2 separate regions of the Larimichthys crocea genome follow, and region 2 is linked to region 1. The links are chromatin contacts, called in public Hi-C maps. All regions are on one chromosome and are shown on one strand. Each heading gives the region's core, a stretch centred on a gene start, on an enhancer-like site or on the middle of the called end of the contact. The rest is flanking DNA. Distances are from core to core; before and after follow the strand shown.

Evidence for each region. Hi-C and Micro-C count contacts between places; a contact is called where the count stands out from the background.
Region 2: a Hi-C map of muscle shows a contact between it and region 1, with 3 times the contacts expected there. The contact joins the promoter of mtnr1aa here to the promoter of cyp4v2a in region 1. A contact is called at or near these places in 3 of 7 Hi-C or Micro-C datasets (all in muscle).

What each region holds. Positions count from the first base shown.
Region 1 is chrX:26,745,449-26,749,113 of L_crocea_2.0, forward strand. It overlaps cyp4v2a (cytochrome P450, family 4, subfamily V, member 2a), which reads left to right and starts at 2,076. Exons shown (of 11, transcript XM_010729301.3): 1 at 2,076-2,341; 2 at 2,494-2,606; 3 at 2,875-2,960. The coding sequence starts at 2,146.
Region 2 is chrX:26,913,402-26,917,066 of L_crocea_2.0, forward strand. It overlaps mtnr1aa (melatonin receptor 1A a), which reads right to left and starts at 1,811. Exons shown (of 2, transcript XM_010729290.3): 1 at 1,310-1,811. The coding sequence starts at 1,493.

The sequences.
Region 1 (3,665 bases), core at 826-3,325:
TGACATATTCTCTACTCTTCCCACTATTAAACTCTAGATAAGAGTTTAATAGTTCTGTATTGTTTAAGTGGCATGTCATGGGATGTTTTCGATAAAATGTATGTTTAAGAGTGAAAGGCAAAGACAAATGAGCCTAATGAAATATTCCCTGAGTCGAGATCTTTGAATCGGCTGATTCTGGTTTGGCATCACGACATGAAACAGTGGTCTCTTGGTTGAAAAAGTGATTGTCCAATGCGGACTGCAGGCAGGATTTTTTACTTTGGTCCGCACTCAAAACCAGTATGTTGGCGTGGCTACACATCAATGTCGACTTATGACATTAGATTCAGGCGGATATGTTGATCTCCAGTGATGGTTTCTCACATGGAAATCGGTTAGAGTGGTGGCAATGTCCAACTGATTGGTTGACAAATCTGTCTGATCAGGCAAAGTCAAATGGCATTCAGGAATAAAAAATGCTATGAATGTTAGAAGATGTGCGGTGCAGTGACAGGGAAGAGGACAGGTTAATGTTACTGAACATCTCCTGAAACCTTAGGGTGTGAGCCCAGCAGATGAAGGACTCATAGAGGTTGCTGTGGTATCATGTCCCTGCATAATGTTGGAAAAACAACACATTATTTTAAGATTTTAAAGCTCTCAGGCAGTACACATCCAGCAGACACAGAGTAACATTAGTATTGATCTGGTTTCTGACCACCCAAGGACTTTAATATTCCCTCTGTATTTTGTTTTTTGGCCAACTCTTATCTCTTCAAATATATACTATTTAGTTGCTAAATGCTCTACTAAGTTAATGGTTTATGGTGCTACCAATTAGGTTAAGCGACTCAGAAATTTTAGGCTGCAAACAGAAAATAGCTGCCTGCTGCTGCTTAAATCAAGGTTGATGACAGTGATGTGAATGACCCAAACGCTCTATGGAGGAGAACTAAGGTGAACTGCAGAGTTTGGTGATAATGCTCTGTGGGTCATCACTGTGACCAGCTCCTTTCTCATTTCAAATTGTCATTTAATCAATAAAATATATATATAAATATAAATTTATAAAAATACTAACTAGTGCAGCTTTAAGTAATTCTTTTTTCACTTGCGGCAACTGTGATTCTGGTGGTAGATCATGTTGCCAAATGATAACAGAGTTGGGGGTTTGATCCAGTTAGGGTTAGGGTTGCATCATGGAGGGCATGGTGTAAAAATGGCTCTGCCAAATCAAATATGTGGATAATCAGATCTCCATGCCAGGTCGGACGGCGACTGGTTTGCCATCAAGATTAAAACAGATTGATCTGCTGAAGGAAGTACCTGTAGTTAGTAATGCAGTGATCAGTTCAATGGAAAGAATTTACACAGTACAAAACAGAATTTAGTACAAAGCATTATTATGTAACAAAATAATTGTTTGGTGACTGCACATTCCCAATAGAAACATGAGCTTATAGAACTTCAATACAATTTACACAATCCACAGTTACTAATTAGAAACTTGAATGAGGCCACGTTCCTTCAAGAAATAGCATATATGTTATATGACTAAAAATTCTATAAAAGTCTTTCAAATAAAGACTAAAATGCCTGAGATTTAATGAAAACTGTGATATCAGACCTGTCCTGGGTGAACCTGCCTCTTCTGTTCTATGTTAACTGGGATTGGCTCCAGTCCTTCACAACAAGTGTTTATGTAGGAAGAATGAATGAGTGTGATATCTCACATATTATTTACATTCATTTCACAACAGTGAAAACCTGTTATAATCATAAAATGTATCTGTCACTGAGATAAGGAGGTTATTTATTAGCCAGTCACAGTGGACGTGGCTGTATGAAGACAAATACCAAACAAGGATAGAAGGACAAAGGTCTTGTTCAGGGCAGGTGAACTAGGTAATCATGTTTATTTATCTCCCAGGACATATATCCCCTTCTTGCTTTTAAAGTATTATATAACATGATCGAGTACGATAAATGACAATAAATACAGTGGGGACCTTTAACCTAGCAAGCTATCAGGGGATTGGCTGCAGAAAAAAGGAGGAGCAAAAGCAGAGAATTCACATCACATTGATAGTGAAGGCGTGACAAAACACCCTGGTACTGCTGCTTCAGTACACACATACAGTGCGCATACACACAGCAACAAAGATGGCAGTTTTAGCTGGTAGTTACTCAATACCTTTAATTGGAGTAAGCCTTTTCATTGCTGCTCTGACCTACATCACCTACAAGCTGCTGCTCAGCAGTTACGTGCACAAATGGTTTCAGATGAAGCCTATTCCAGAGCTGGAGGGAACATATCCCTTCATTGGAAATGCACTGCAGTTCAAAACAAATGCAGGAGGTAAGAAAACATTCAGCATGCTACTACAGGAGGCTGATTTATAAATTGTCAAGGCCTAGACCATGAGGCACAATCAAAGTCAACAACATTTTATTTTGACTGAAAATTGATGTAATTGCCTGCACCATTATTGTCTGATTTTTATTTTACAGATTTCTTTAAACAAATTGTGGAAATTACCACTGAGTACTCTAATGTACCGCTGCTTAAATTCTGGCTGGGAACAGTTCCATTTCTGGTTCTGTTTCATGCTGAAACTGTTGAGGTAATGTGCATACGGTAGAAATAAATCTTGAATATATGTCTTTGATGCACTCATCTTCGTGAGTTAACAGGAGTACACAGTATTTTTATTCAGATTCAGTGAAGTGTTTTACAGACGGCTACAACAACCAAATACTGAAGCATGTGACAACCGTGTCACATCATGTCCTGCACCTCACCATTCCATTGTTGAACAAAAAACCTTTCAGCAGTTTAAGCTTGAACTATTTAATTGATAACTCATTTGTTTATTTATTTTCCTTCTGTAGCCGGTTCTGAACAACCCTATTCATATAGAAAAAGCCTTAATATACAGTTTCCTCCACCCTTGGCTTGGCACTGGTCTTCTTACCAGGTATGTATCTGTGGGTCTCCTCTACACAATAAACTATAACAGCCAAACAAACAAAAAAATTAAAAACATCCAAAATGTCAAAGCATTCGAAATCAGGTAACGATGGCTTTGGTCAAATAAATATATATATATAAGACTATCACTATGTCGCAGATATACTGTAGACCACTGGTTCGCAGCCTTTTTCCTTGAGGTACCCTTTCTATCATGGCACAGAGCAACTGATAAAGTGTACAATTAACAGAAATGGTGAAGGGATGAATTGAATATTTCTTCAGAGATGAGTTGTCCTGATACATTCATGATCTTTAAACCAAACTAACTAACAAAAACATATCAAATACATGGTTTGTAATGACAATAAAAAAGTGATATAGTCAGAAATATATAATACAATTATATTTTTGTTAAGAATTATTAGAGTACTCACTGAGGACCCAACACTACATCAGTCATGTGATTATTTTTATGTTTATTTCTAAACAAAAATTAAAGTGCTGCTGAGATATGTCCAACTTATATACACTACATATACACTACATATACAATATATATATATATATATATATATATATACAGTTATGTATATTTTTACATTTTCTTACACCTAAAATTAAAATCAACAAAGCCTCACAATCCTTCCGTGAAGTTTTGGTGACCCCTGCTGGGGATTGGGACCAGGTTGGGTACCAGATAAATAGATAG
Region 2 (3,665 bases), core at 561-3,060, 170 kb after region 1:
CTATCAAAATACACAAATCCCGGGCAGCTATTACAGAGCACGCTATATCAAATGCAGATTATCATAAAGCAATGGGAGCTCACAGGAATCTCAGTAAGAGGCAATCATATCCTCGTACAGCCTAGATAACGTTTAATATTCCTCGCTGGGGTTCTCTCGGCTCTCTAGCCACATGATGGAAATCTATTCTGACCCTAACATTTCTGTGGTGAGTGAAATGGTAATGTCAGGAGTGTATTTAGCAAATCACCCCACTACAACCTCCAAATGATGACAGCAGAAATACTGTGTAGCTGCCAGTTAGTGTGTGTATACCTCAGCACGACACGAGCCTCTTGGGTTTTTCTCTGACTATTAAATTATAAGCTCTGGAGGTAAGGGGGTGGGGGTTGCTGAATTTAATCTACATCCCATAACACACACGTTTCATCATGGACCTGGTAATACCATAAAAATTCTTTTGTCATTATTGTTATGAAATTAAATCTCCATGGCTGGAGTAACATCAAAAGTGGTAAAAGCCCGGGAAGCATTAATCTAAGCAGTGGTGGGATGAGCGCCGGGCTTTCCCTGTGGCTTCAGACTGTGTCAATAATTGCTATAGTGTTTCTCTTTCGCCGCTTTGCTCTCCTCTGAGCCTGCTTAGCTGCCCTTGTACTTGGCGTAGGTCAGTGAAATTATGTCTGCTTCAGAAGTAGGTTAGAGCAAGCGGAGGTCTATTTTGATCTGTCAGTTACCATCAGCAGCTGTGCTGAAGAACTCTACTTATACATGTTATGGAGTTCAGAGCAAAGATATACAAGTTTGTGTAGTGATAAGAAAAGTTTGAACTACTCTGTGCTCCTTTACACCTTTGTCAGCTTATGTCCTCCTCTGTAAGTCGCTTTGGATAAAAGCGTCTGCTAAATGCAATGTAATGTAATGTAATGTAATGCAATGTAATGTAATGTAATGTAATGTAATGAGGGGGAAACAATTTTAAAAAACAACAACAACCTGGCATGGTTGTGTGTTCTCGCGAGAGGAGCAGGAGGTTCAAATTTGTAACAAACTCGACATAAAACGAAATATTTATATTTTATCACTTACAATAATACTTTGTTATGACAACAGGACGCACTTTCACTTCATAAAACTAAATTTGTGTCGACCTACAATTAAAAAAAAAAACGTGACAGGAGTTTTTGTTTTGTTTTTAAGCACAGGAGTTGAGTTTAATCACGCGCGCGCCGCTCCGTCGCCATACACGTACAGACGCACGCACGCACGCACGCACGCACACTTCACCCCCCCTCTGACTTTGACTCACCTGCGTTCCTCAGCTTCTTGTTCCGATACACGGAGAAGATGACCAAAAGGTTGCCCAGGATGTCAACAACTATAGTGAAGATGAGGAAGCACCCCAAAGTTGTGGTAACCCACGGCGGGCGGTTCAGGACGGTGTCAGTGGGGTCCGGCGAGGAGCTGTTCAGGTGAGACCCATTTATAACCATTGTATACAGTCGCTGAACTTTCACGACGGACCCAAATTTCAACGTGCCGTGACTCCCAGTGCGTCCTTAAAGCCTGGATCTCGGAGGCGCCGGTGTTGGGATACTACAGCCTCCCGTGCCTTTCATCTTCATCTTCTCTCCTTCTTCTCCTTCTTCTTCTTCTTCTTCTTCCCCCCTTCGTGGACTTTCTCCAGCTGTCTCGAATCAGCTCTGGTTGTCTTCTCCTTCCTCTGGTTTCCTCTGGTGTCACTTATGCGCCCGTGTGCCATTCACTTTGTCGGTACGCATGTGTGACATGAAGCCGCAGCATGTGATGCATGTTGAGTCCGGAGAGGAGCGGAGCGCTTTTTATTTTGAGGGAGAAACACTGTCACCTGGTGGCCGACAGGTGGAAAAGCAAATGAAAATGGCTCGGAAAGCGTCCTACTTCTTTGAGTTTGCCGGATGCGTGTTCATTCATGGCTTTGTGGTGGCTCGCTTTGGTTTATTTCAGCAGCCCCATTCATTATCATTTTGAAGAATCATTCATGTTTTCTCATGTTAATGTTTCAGGGGAGGGGAAAAGCCCACAACAACTCTTCTTTGAGCCACATCAATGTTGAAACATAATAATGAGTCTTTAAATTCACAGATTGATGTAGCTAGGTTGTTTTGCCCACATAAAAAATTTTTTTTTATATGATATAACACTGAATCATTTTTTTTTATAACTTAAAATGATAACAATAGCTTCACTCAAATGACTGAAATACTAATAAAATTGTTTTGTTTGAGCACAATGGGTGGAGTTTCTATACAAAGCATTTCCATAATTCTGTTGTTATTTAACGATGTTCACATTAAATGGGTCACCCCCACCCCCTCTACACACACACACACACACACACGCACGCACACACACACACACACATGGACACACTTCTGCAGCCTATTGAGCGGTCTCAGGAAATGACAGTTTGTCATAATAAATGATGAAAACTCACATTTACAGTTTTTTTTTATTGCAAATTGGAGGATGCTGCAGAAATATCACATTTGAGAGAGACTATCGATTAACCTGTCTAATGTGACAGAACTCAAGTCATCCTAATGAGTTAGCTCTGTTGCCCTTTTTATTACAGGATGAATTAAAAATGAAGCAGTGCATAGTTGTGAAGCCTCATCAGTGATTGGGAAGTACTTTGGGTTATAGTTGCAAGTTAGCCAAAAAGTGATTATCTGAATCATTTTTAGATCTATTTTCAGATCTATTATCTATTTTTTTATTTTTAGATCTTGAGATCTAAAGCTGAAGTATTATCTGAAAAAATAAATAAATAAATAAATCACGGATACAAAACTGCCTCGTCGCTCAATCCTGATCGATTTTTACACAAATTTATTTTTTATATTTGTGCAATTTGTGAAAATGTGAAGTTTCAGTCGATGACCTGAGTCACACTGTGTGCTTTGAGCTTATTTACAACAATCATCATATTTCACAGCCACTGCAAAGGACATTATCTATGTGCAGTCACTCTGTAGTCGTGACACATACACAGAAAGTATAGTACAGAAGTATACAAAGAGACTGCGGCCTTATTATTATAAGGCATTCATTTCATTCAGAGCTGTTTTGTGTTGCCAAACAAAAAAACAAAAAAAAAAAACACTTGGCCTTGTTACATTCATACATTCATTCAAAAATACGTCTGCAGCTGTCAATTCTAAGCTTGTAATTTCTGAAAAGCTCTGACCTATTTGGATTTTTTCCAAAACAAATCCCTAAATAAATATTACGATATGAAATATCATCAGATAATACGAGGAGCTGTGGCTCTCAGTAATGCAACTTTGGAATAAAAAAAAAAAAAGAATAGTTCAAAAATATCTTCTGAACTTCCCTTTGAACATCTCTCTCTATCATTTCACTTATTTGGATGTGCAGCATATTGATCGAGCTCCGACTTTTATTCTGAGGAGACTCAATTTATTATGTTCCTACTCAACAACAGCACAAAATTATTAGCCATAATAGTCCAGAGCTGCCTTTTTGAACTCTTCCTTCATCCTCCACATCATTGCTTTTTGTCATATAATTTGAAGCTACAAATATGATCATTATTTATCACAGTTCGTCCATATTACATTTTAGGTTCTTCACACTGAACCGCTCTGCTGATTGATCAACAA